Regions from separate parts of the Oryzias latipes genome. Here region 2 is linked to region 1. Evidence: chromatin contacts called from public Hi-C data. All regions are on one chromosome and are shown on one strand. The core of a region is the stretch at or near the end of the contact, and the rest is flanking DNA. Distances in the headings are between cores, read along the strand shown.

The links. Hi-C and Micro-C count contacts between places; a contact is called where the count stands out from the background.
Region 2: a contact with region 1 is called in a Hi-C map of embryo, with 1.7 times the contacts expected there. The contact joins the enhancer-like site here to the promoter of sox4 in region 1. A contact is called at or near these places in 2 of 5 Hi-C or Micro-C datasets (embryo and fibroblasts).

The regions. Positions count from the first base shown.
Region 1 is chr16:11,444,791-11,450,174 of ASM223467v1, reverse strand. It overlaps sox4 (SRY-box 4), which reads right to left and starts at 2,254. Exons shown (of 2, transcript NM_001164881.1): 1 at 1,462-2,254; 2 at 1,052-1,260. The coding sequence starts at 2,254. The coding sequence ends at 1,052.
Region 2 is chr16:11,667,125-11,672,508 of ASM223467v1, reverse strand. No RefSeq gene overlaps it. Among protein-coding and RNA genes, the nearest start is that of LOC111948965, 39 kb to the right of the region's middle. Within about 2 kb of position 2,253, at least 2 of the 8 cell types and tissues checked have an H3K27ac peak or open chromatin away from gene starts, as enhancers often do. A contact at or near this core is called in embryo, where this site is marked.

The DNA.
Region 1 (5,384 bases), core at 1,005-3,504:
TGAGAAAATAATCAAAATGTTTCCTCTCTTTGAAGCGTCCAAAAAAGTGTGTACATTTAAATATAAAAAGGGGAAATAAAAAGTTGTGTTGTTTTTTTTTAACTCTAGCCCTTCGCCTGAGAGAAAGAAAAAAAAGAGTGACAAACAAACTGTGTAAGAAAAAGACAACACAGGACTCGAATCATGTGCAGGCCAACATGAAGTTAAAAAGATGTTTCCAACAGTATATAAATACAACATCCCGTATAAAATGGCATCTTGATCCATGTACAAAACAAAGAAGTCGGTGTTTCTCTAGAACTATTATCTGGAGAGAAGAAAAACAAAACGTTTTGGTCCTGAATCGTAGAGAAAACGTGTATAAAGTTTAGCACAGAGTCGAAGTTGAATCCTGAAAAATTTTACGACAGCTGGTGATCATTTTCAACGTGCTTTTTTTTTCAAAATAAAAGAACCAAAAAAAGCGAGCGCCACCTATCCATATAAATAATCCTAATACTAGTTTTCCAAACTGTTCCAACAGTCTCACAGAAAATCTCAGCACAAGATAGGAACATAGTAGGCTATCATGCTTGTTTTTTTTCCTTTTCTTTTGCATTTTGATTAAAATAGTAAAAGAAAACCCACCTCAGTTTCATTTATTTTCAATGCCTCTTTGACACAATGATTTAAAAAAAAATGTCGCACGGCAGTCCTGTTCTGTACCTTCAACTTGGCGGTTGGTGGAGGGCAAAAAAGAAAAGAAAAAAAGTTGTGAAATGTCCCTTTTTCGATCAGCAACAACATTGATTAAGTGAACGGCGGACCGCAGCGTGCAAATCAATCACAGTTTAAGTTCAAAACAGTCCAGGACTGAATGCGGGGAAGCTCAGCATCTTCCTCTCCATGATTTTTGACTCAGTCCACGCATCCCAAGAAAAGTCCAAGCAGGAGGAGGAGGGGAGCAAAGTCGTCGCTTTCCAGGGATTTTGCAGCTCTGGCTTGTGAGCGCGAAGAGGCGCGCGGACTTTCGTCACGGTTTACGGCAGTGAAGCTGCCCGCGTGCGTGGAGTCAGTACGTGAACACCAGGTTGGAGATGGTGGACTCCAGCCAATCCCCGGAAATCATCTCACTGACTTCGGGCGTGCAGTAGTCGGGGAACTCGAAGTGGGACCCCCCAGAGATGGACTCGCAGTTCAAGTCCCAGTCTCTGTCCAGCACGGAGGAGCCGAAGCTCCCCAGCGACATGCTGTCGTAACTCGGGCTCGGGTTGACGTCCTGTAGGTCGTCCTCGAACTCCTCATCCTCAGACGACGAGGAGGAAGAGGAAGAGTGCGAAGAGATGGAGGAGTGCGAGCCGGAGGGGGTGGGTGAGGAGGCCCGCCGGCTGGTGTACGTGTGCCCCCCGCTGCTGCTGCTGCTGCTACCCGGGGAGGCGGCGCTCTCCTCCCGGCTCGCCGCGTCCTCGTAGAGGCTGGTGGAGTCGCTGGAGTCGGCGGAGGTGCTGAGCGTCGGGCTGGCCGGCACCGTGACGGCCGAGCCCGGGCTGATGCTCAGGCTGGCCGCGCCGCTGCCGAACACGTAGACCCGCTTCTTCTTCCCGTCCGGGATCTGCTTGGCGGCGGAGGACTTGGACTTGAAGAGCGGGCTGTGGTCCGCCGGCTGCTCCGAGGAGAACGGGGATGCTTTGGTGCTGCTCCCGAACAGTGATTTGTGGGGCTTGCTGCTGCTGCTGCTGCTGCTGGGTGATTTGGAACCGCTCTTCCTCGAGGATGAGGAGGTCTTAGTGCTGGTGTTGCTACTGGTAACTTTGTCCCCCCTGTCGCCGCTGCTGCCGGGCTTTGAGGCGCCGGATTTGACTTTCTTCCTGGGCCGGTACTTGTAGTCGGGATAGTCCGCCATGTGCTTCAGGCGGAGCCGCTCCGCCTCTCTGATGAAGGGGATCTTGTCGCTGTCTCGCAGCAGCTTCCACCGCTTCCCCAGCCGCTTGGAGATCTCGGCGTTGTGCATATCCGGGGACTGCTCCATGATCTTCCTCCTCTCGATCTGCGACCACACCATGAAGGCGTTCATGGGTCTCTTGATGTGGCCGCTGGGGGTTTTGCACCACGCCGGGTTGTCTCCCAGCTTGTCGCCGGCGGTGGAGGAGCCCGGGGAGAGCGGCGAGGCGGCCGGGTCCAGGTCCATGCACGCCCCGGAGTCGGAGCCCGAGTCCCCGGTGAAGAAGGAGAGCGCCTCGGAGGTGCTCTCCGTGTGGCTCATTTTCTGCACCATGCTGCCCGGCAGCGCACACCGAGTCAGAGCTGTAAACAGTAACTTACTCCTGAGTTGCACCAGAAACTTGGCAGCACTTAGGTCCAAAGTTGCCTAAAAAGGCAGCAGGCATTAAAAAAAAGTTTAACTTCCAGTTGTGGAGTTTAAAAGCTCATTTCAGACCGGGAGCGGACTCTACACGGATGTAGAGCAGTGAAGCGTGCCGGTTTCATGCACAAGACTGTGTACTTTTTCTCTGCATCTGCTCCGAATGGGGGGAAGGAGGTTAGAAAAAAATAGAAGCCACTTCTACTACCCGCCTCCCTTCTGCAAAGCCAAACTGTCGCGTTTCAAGCAGTCTTTTCAGCGGCGGCCCTCCTCTCTCGCATTTATCTCCTCCTCATACAACAGCGATAAAAATCCACCAATCAGACGCTGTCACTACCCTGCCTTTGCGCCAAACCGCGCCCCTCCTCGTCGCGCATTGGTGGAAAATGAAACGCAATAATAATCAGCGTGTGCAATGAGGAGCCTCGTGTCTGACCTCATTCCAAAATATAAGAAACTGATTTTTTTTTAAAGAGACACGGGATAATGTTGTGAACCCCCCCTCAATTTTTTTTTACTAAAACAGTCCATGTGTCTTCCATTAACATATAGGTTCAGTATATAGGAAGTCAATTATACTTTTTCTTTGCCATGTGGCTACTTAAATACTTAACCGGAAGTAGAATAAAGCAGTGTTTTCCCCTCAACATAGTGAGGATGTTGTGAATGGCGCGTGCTCACATTATCAATGCATTTCAGAATAAAATGCGCAAATCAAGTTTATGTATTATAATATGTGTTCCAAACATTAAAAAAAAATTTTTTTTACATATGATTTTTTTTTTCCATGTCTGCTTACAGTGAAGGAGCGACACAACGCAACACTTACAAGGAACGTCTTTTGGACAAATTTGAGCGTGGGGATGGTGCGCGCGAGGACTTTACGCCAATTTATTTACACCCCCCCTCCTCCTCCTCCTCCTTCTCCACCTCCTCCTCTGAGGCGGGGCTGGGCGGTCTTTTGTCACATCATCCACCGCGAAGCAACGCGCCACAGCGCACCAGACAAACGGCAAGAGGAGCGCACGCGGAGGGAAGGCGGGTGACAGGCGCTTGGCGCGCGCGCCACATCCTCATCCACACTAAAAAACGCTGGCATTCAACCCCCGTGGATCCCTCACTGATAGTTGCGCACAGAAATAAACATTAGATTAACAATTAAACGTCTCCAAATGACTCTCACCTGCAAACTGCACCCGCATGCAGCAACAGTGACCTCATTTCCTCTTTTTGTTCCAAAGCACATTCAGATTTTATGATGCAAAAAGTTCAATTGAGCAAAAATATAGACAAAAAAATCAATCTAAAATATGTAGCTCAGCAGAAAGGCCATAAAAAAAGTGAGTGATAACAGCAGACAGTCAGTGTAAATAAACAATAATGCAGGGTTTAGAGAGCCGCTAGATGGCGTCGCAGAGCCAGAGAGGACGCAGCCTGGCTGGTGACTGAGAAGTTACGGAGGGTAAAAGAGAACAGGCCAAAAGATTAAGAAGAGTTAGTTGGGGTGCATTACATAATGTCTGTGCTGGACAAGAAGGCAGCAGGGGGATGCTTGGCCCGGGCGTGTGCGCTAAACGGAACTCTAATGAGGTAAAAGAAAGGTGTGAAATGCAACTTTGAATGATCTCTGCTACAGGGAGCATGCACATTAAGGAGTGCCATCAGTAGAGGCATGAACTGAAAAATAAATAAATAAAATAGAAGCAGTGTGCGTGCAAAGAGACCACAAGAGACAGTCCGATGTGACATGAGTCAGAGGTGACTTGGACCGCAGCAGGAAAATAATAAAGGAGTTAGGAAATAAGCTCCTCAACCTACTGGATGCACTTCCTCGATAAAATTACATGTGATATGGCCTCGCATCTGCTGTGCATCCAAGTAAAGCTATAGGTAATTGGGCTTTAATTTGTGACCCTTCAATGAAGCAGAACTGCTGTGGTAATCAGAGCATTAGCTCATAAGAATGATCGCATTGGCCTGCACTGCCTTTTTAATGCAGGCGAACAGCACTCCACTAAATCTAGCTGAAATTGGTGGACAATGATTCAGGAATGGGATTTTGTTTGGAATTGGAGCATAACAAATAGGACATTTGGACTGTGATATGGTTAGTTAAAGACCCACTGATCCTTATTTGATCCATTTAGAAGTTTTGCCAGCAGACTTTTGATCATGATTATGCTATTTTAAGTCAAAACAAAAAAAACATGTCAATTTCTAGGACATAGTTTCTGCAGATTGGCAGTAGTTCATTAATAATTGGCCTCTGAGTTGTGGGCAGGACTGTTGGCACAGAACAACCCCGCCCCCACTTCCCCTCCAAGTTTGCGAGAGCTCTCTGTTTACATCCTCTCCCACTATCTTACAGCCCCTCACATCCCCAAACCTAATGTTACCAGTGCAACAAAAAACAACATTTGAGTTATCCAGCTGTGTATCTTTGAGCCACATGCCAGCTCAGACCAGGAAAACATAGACTTACATGGATCTAGTCGTCAAGAGCAGAGCATGGAGTTTTTGGTTCACCCAATGTATGTTCAAACTAACAAATAGGATCTTTTTCAAACTTCATTTTTTCTGTCTTCTCTTGACTTTTAAAAATTTGAATAAAGAAATACTGAGAAATGCAATTTAGAGATTACATTTCTTAAGACATGTCATGAGAAAAAAAGACCACAAAACCCAATTTCTCCCAAAAACACAGACACGTTCAGTTTGTTGGAGAGGTTTTCTATTCTGTTCTATTCTATTCTAACTGACAGACAAATAAGACCTTTCACCTAGTTTTAGTAACTTGGGTGTCTTTCTCTATTTTACAGCCCTCCCTCCCTCTTCTAGTCCCTCTCACTCTCTCCATGTACACATTGGACCACTATACATACACACACACACATACACACACACACACACATGACCTGAAAGGATAAGTAGTGCATTCAAACTTTCTTCTTGCTTTTCTCTATCTCACTATTTTACTGCCATTGTTCCTGTGAGGTGCAGCTGCCACGCGAGTTGGAGTGGGTCGCGTGCCAACCCTAATCTC
Region 2 (5,384 bases), core at 1,004-3,503, 220 kb before region 1:
TGGGAGTTGGGTCATCTAGACCCCACCAGACAGTGCGCTGAACCTTTTTTCTTCAATGATTTGTGATCTTCACTGGTGTCCATGGATTACATAAAATCTTTCCACCTTTATCCACCTTTGTCATGGTAGGGAGAACACGTCAATGGAAGGATCGGGTCTGCTGAACCCCATAAGATAGCACAAGGGTTAAGAGATGGTTCAAACCCTCACATGTACAGGATAAAATAAATAGTTTGATGTTAAGTTATTTAAAGCATAAACATTGACTCCTGAAAATTCCTAAAGTTCCTAAAAGTGGACTGAAATCTTGTCACAGAGGTTAGTGTCCAAAGAAACACTTTGAAAATTCTTAAGAAGAACATTAAAGAAGATTAAACCTTCATGTTATAGCTTGGGTCAAATAGACCCTTTTTGGGGGGAAAAGTGCCCACTTTAATCCTCCTGTTATGTTATAGGTCAATTTGACCCGTTTTGAATTTTAAAAATCTGAAAAAACAAAAGATTGAGAAGGTTGTCTTTAAAACTTTTCCTGCTCGGCTTATTTAGTGCACTCAACAGCTACAACATAACTGGTTCAGTTACTCTATATTTCACATAGAAACAAAGATCAATGCTGCTTCTCAGAATGAACATAAAAGCAGGGTTAAAACATCAAAGTTATTGAACATGAAGCGTCACTGACTGTCAATTTAGTTCTTTTTCTAGAGGACAGAAGCAGTTTTCATTTGGCGTGAGTCTGTCTCTGTCCTGTATGAGCGAGGTTTAAATACCAGCATCACTGTGTTGGAAAACATGCTGCGATCCCTGCAGAATGATTCATCAGGATCTTGCAAATGCTCCTCTAGATGGCACCGTCACCATGTCTGAGGACAGAAGGAAGTGCAGCTGCACATGCGGCACACACTCAACCACAACACAAAAAAACAGGAGAGGGCAGAACAGCCAGTTTGTTTAAACTGGTGTTGGTTGTGGGAGACCTTGCACCCGAATGCAAGTACAAAAAACCGAGGCAAGAAATGACTTTTTTTTTTTTTTGCTTTTATCACAGCATGGGCCTGAGACTTGGATGGACGGCACGTGTTAGGTTTATTCAAGTGTTCTTGGTCAGAGAAAAAATCAAACAAACTTCATTGTTTGGACATATCAGCTTCTCTGTGAAAAAGGTTACAAAGGAGAAGGACACGCTGACAGTGATGCACTTTCTGTGCATGTGCTTCAATTCACTGATATGTATGAGTATTAGAGACTGAGGACAGGTTGACAGCTTTGACCCCGCTGTCTTTTAATCCCCACAGAGGTCACAATTCACCTTATGCAGGAGTGCATGTGTGTGCATAAACTTATTTTATGGTTTCAAAATGTGCAATAGGGGTTGTTACACCCATATAAAAACTTTTTTTTTTTTTTTTTTGCACTCCCAGCCTGGAGAGACTCAAATAGCACAAAGCATCCACTGTGTGCAGAAATCCAAATGGACATTCTTTTCTGTCCCAGCGGACCTTTAATCGCAGCATATGGGCGACTTAACGTCAGGTTATCAATATCAGCATTCAGCTTTTGGCTTGGTTTTTCTGTAAAGGCTTTTATAACAGTTTATCCCCACATTCTAGGTGAACGTGCACTTGACATGTAAAATAGTCTATAAAATACTCTGTTATTAAAAATTCTTTTCCTGCTCTGACATCTGGTATTTGCCTAATAAATCAACAATTACTTTGCAATAAACCCTGTCCTGGCTTGGGTCAGGACTACAAATATTCTTTGGGTTTTGTTGGAATAAGGAGCTGCAAAGTTAAATTAGTTATAAATATATAAAAAAAAGGCTCATACAGATAAAAATGACCAAAAAAAGAGGGAGTGTTTGACCTAGACGTTCAGAGAGATCTGAGCAGATGAAGGAGTTATGGAGGGGCAGCGATACTTTCTGATCCTGATGTGTCTTGCTGGGACCTGCAGACTTGGAGCTGCATCATAAACAGTTCTGCTGGAGCGTTTAAGCCTTTTGACATGAAGTTGTGATCCTCCGCTGTTCAACGGTTGTGAATCTGTTAGAAGTTTTTGGAATACAGAAGTGCAGGTTTGTCAGGGACTTCCCCTGTGTTTCAATCAAGAAAAGAAACAAGAGCGCCTTAATTACTTTAGAAGACACAAGTTGGAAAAAAAAAGGGGGGGGTGGTGTTTGAAGTGAGAAAGAGCTGACTCTCTTTTCAAGCTCCCCCCAGCTGTGGTGCTCCTTCTGGTCATGCCTTTGTTGCTGTGGCTCAGACAGTCTTGAATGGTAATCCTTTCAGCCTTCGTGCCTTTGCTGTTCTCAGAGCTCACTTCTGTGTCAGGGATACTCTAACAGGAGTTTTTTTTTCTTCGTCTTCGTCAAATGCTAGTTTGTTCTGTTTTATCGTGATGTTGCTGACATTTTATTTTGGAAAAATAACTGTTCACGTGTTTAATGATGAGCTTTGGATCTTTATGTCTTCTCTGTTCCAATTACCATGCTTTCTGGGGGCGATGAAAAGCCTTAATTTTGGTTCAAAATACACCAGTGTGCCTTATAATCTGGAGGACCTTATATATATGGAATAATTCTGGTTTAAATTACTGACGTCAAACTAATTTTAAGATAGTTAACTAGTTACATAAACTAGTTATTTTGTTATAGCAGTATCAGTTTATTTATTTATTTATTGTATTTCTTTTTGTGTTGCAAACAAGGTCAGGAGTCACAGGTATTGTGAATACGCTAACGCCGCTAACATGTAGCTGTGTCGGAGTTAGGCTATGTCCGAATTCCCACCCTAATCCCTAACTACTAAAAAACTACATAGCGCTGGACTATGTAGTTCCCTGGATTTTAAAAGCAATTCAGACACCATGCACACTACTTTTTTTTTTTTTAAACAGCACACTTGACGTCATCGATTTCACAAAGTGAAAGTCTAAGATATGGGCGTTTTGCAACAAACAATTATGAATCCACTGACTTCTAAAGATAAAAACATTTATTATTTATTTAAAAGATACATTTAAACACATATTTTTGCCAAAAATGTTGTTCAGACGCAATGCATTTTGGTCTTTATTCTGCATAGTGAGCAACGATGCACACTGGTTTCGTCTGGGGCTGTGGGCGTCCTTCTCCGGTGGGGCCCTGCGCTGGGCGCTCCCGGCGCGGCGGGGGGGCTGCTCTCCTGGTTGGGCTGGGGCGGCGCTCTCTTTCCCTCCGTGCCTCCCTGCTCTCTGGCTTTGGGGGCCTCGCGGCGGTCCTGCTGGCCCTGGCCTGGGTGGCGGGCTTGGTCGCCCGGGCGGCGGTTTTTCCCTGCCGGTTCCCGTGTGGCGTTGGGGGGATTTCGGCTGCCGCTGCTGCTGCGGTGGGGTCTTGGGGTGGGGATGGGTGGGCACTCTCCCTCCTTCTTGTCACGTTCCACCATCCATTTTAGAAGAACATAAACACTCACCTGAGCACAGGTGTTAGCTCACCTTTGCACTAACAGTTTGCATGATTGAATGACTGAAATATTTCACACTAGTTGGTTTTAAGGCATAAGTATGCGTGTGTGAACACTATCTGTTTTGTGTACATGTCAACAGGTGGACATTTTTGCAGCTAGCAGATGTGTTTATAACATTTGAGTGTGTGTGTGGATAGGCCCCGCCCTTTTTGTACTACATTTGAACCTTACCATAATGATTAACAACCAGTAAACTTGTTGCTTTATGCTGCTTCATGGTCTTACCCCCCTTCCCCTCCTATTCTCACCCTCCTACCCCCCCTCTCTCTAACGTCCCTCTCTCTTCTTCCCCTCTTTCCTTTTCCGTCCGGTCCAACACCAAAGATTTTCAAACATGATTGAAATTAATAAAGTTTGGCCTCAATTACAAAAGGGGTTTATTCAGACATACCTTTGGTTTGTCTGAAGATTAATAACCCCTATTGTTAAAGTAAAATATGTCCAACACAAGAGGCCCTCAGCTCTCATCTGTCTGCCTAGCTGTTGGACAGGACAAGTTAAAAAAAAAAAAAAGTCTCAGTAGAGACTTCTGCTTATTTTCCAGGGCTAACATATGGATCAACTAACTGCAAAAGTAAGTGAGTGGCTTGAGAACACATTGCAATACAAAGTCGGTGAATCCTCACACCACTGTGGGAGTCTTGAAGAAAAACCTTCACAAGCTGTGCAGCCAAACGTCAACAGGTGGAGCTATTCTACACCAGACAGCCCACAGACAGACTGTGAACCTGACCCACTGTGAGGTCTTGACTGCAATCTGCTAATGTGACTTGTGCTCAGGGCTCCCCTCCAAGACAGGTTGCCATGACGTCACTTTGAATGCATGTCCGACCCTTCTTTGCACAGCCTCCTATACATTTGCAGTTTGGAGGAGTGCAGAGGTTTCAGAGCAAATATGTGGATTACATCTGCAAATTTCCAAATCACCCAACCTGGAGGAGGTTCTTTTTCTTCCTCACATAAAAGAGAACAGTTGTTTTCTAATTTCCATGAGATCGTTTTTTTTCTTTTCTTTCTTCCAATTGCTTTAACAGAGATTGTTTGAGCTTGTTCTCATCCCAGGTTGTTTGTGAAGCAGAAAGCTGCACATCACTCCTCATCTCTATGCATGTAATTCTTCTGCATTGTCTGTCTGGGAACACTTTTTCATCAAAGTTCTTTGAACAACAAACTCTTTGAAGGACTTTCGCCTTTGGGCAGGAGTCTGTCTTTAAAGCTCTGCTGCTCTTTTTTTCTGTTTTGTCTGAAACTGTCCTTTAATAATGACACCAAACAAAAATCACAACTTTTATGACTTCTAGAGATAAAGCACTGTCTATATAGCGATGCGAGACATTTGCTTAATTTTTACGTCTAAATCCTGGAGAAAAGTTTGGAACCCGTCTGGGGTCTCCTGTTCAGCTGTGGTTGTTGCTCCGACTCATGTGAGAAATCTTGGGAAAATAGCTGCAAGGCACAGTAGCCTCAAGCCCTAAATTGATTTACAGAGTGAAAAAGAAAGAGAAGTAGAAACAAAAAAAGGAACCTGGAATCAGTTTGAGGGAGAAGAAAATGGAGAGATACTGAGACTGCATTCTGGAAAAAAAATCCCAGAATAACAGGTCAAATGGAAAGCCTGTTGTTGTAATAAAGTCCTTGTTAAATTATATTTTTTCCCTTATTGGGAGATTTAAGGATTTAAGGATTAATAAGTTGTGCTGCTTCATCCCAGTTGAAGCTTCACTTGAGCTAATTTTAACCTTGAATTCCAGAACTTAATTCCACCACAAAGCTTTGCTTTCTACATTATTAGTCCATGTCGGTATTGATCCATTCATCCAGTCATCCTTTTCCTTTAAACCTGCTTTATATTGCAGGGTGAACCCGGAACTGATCCTG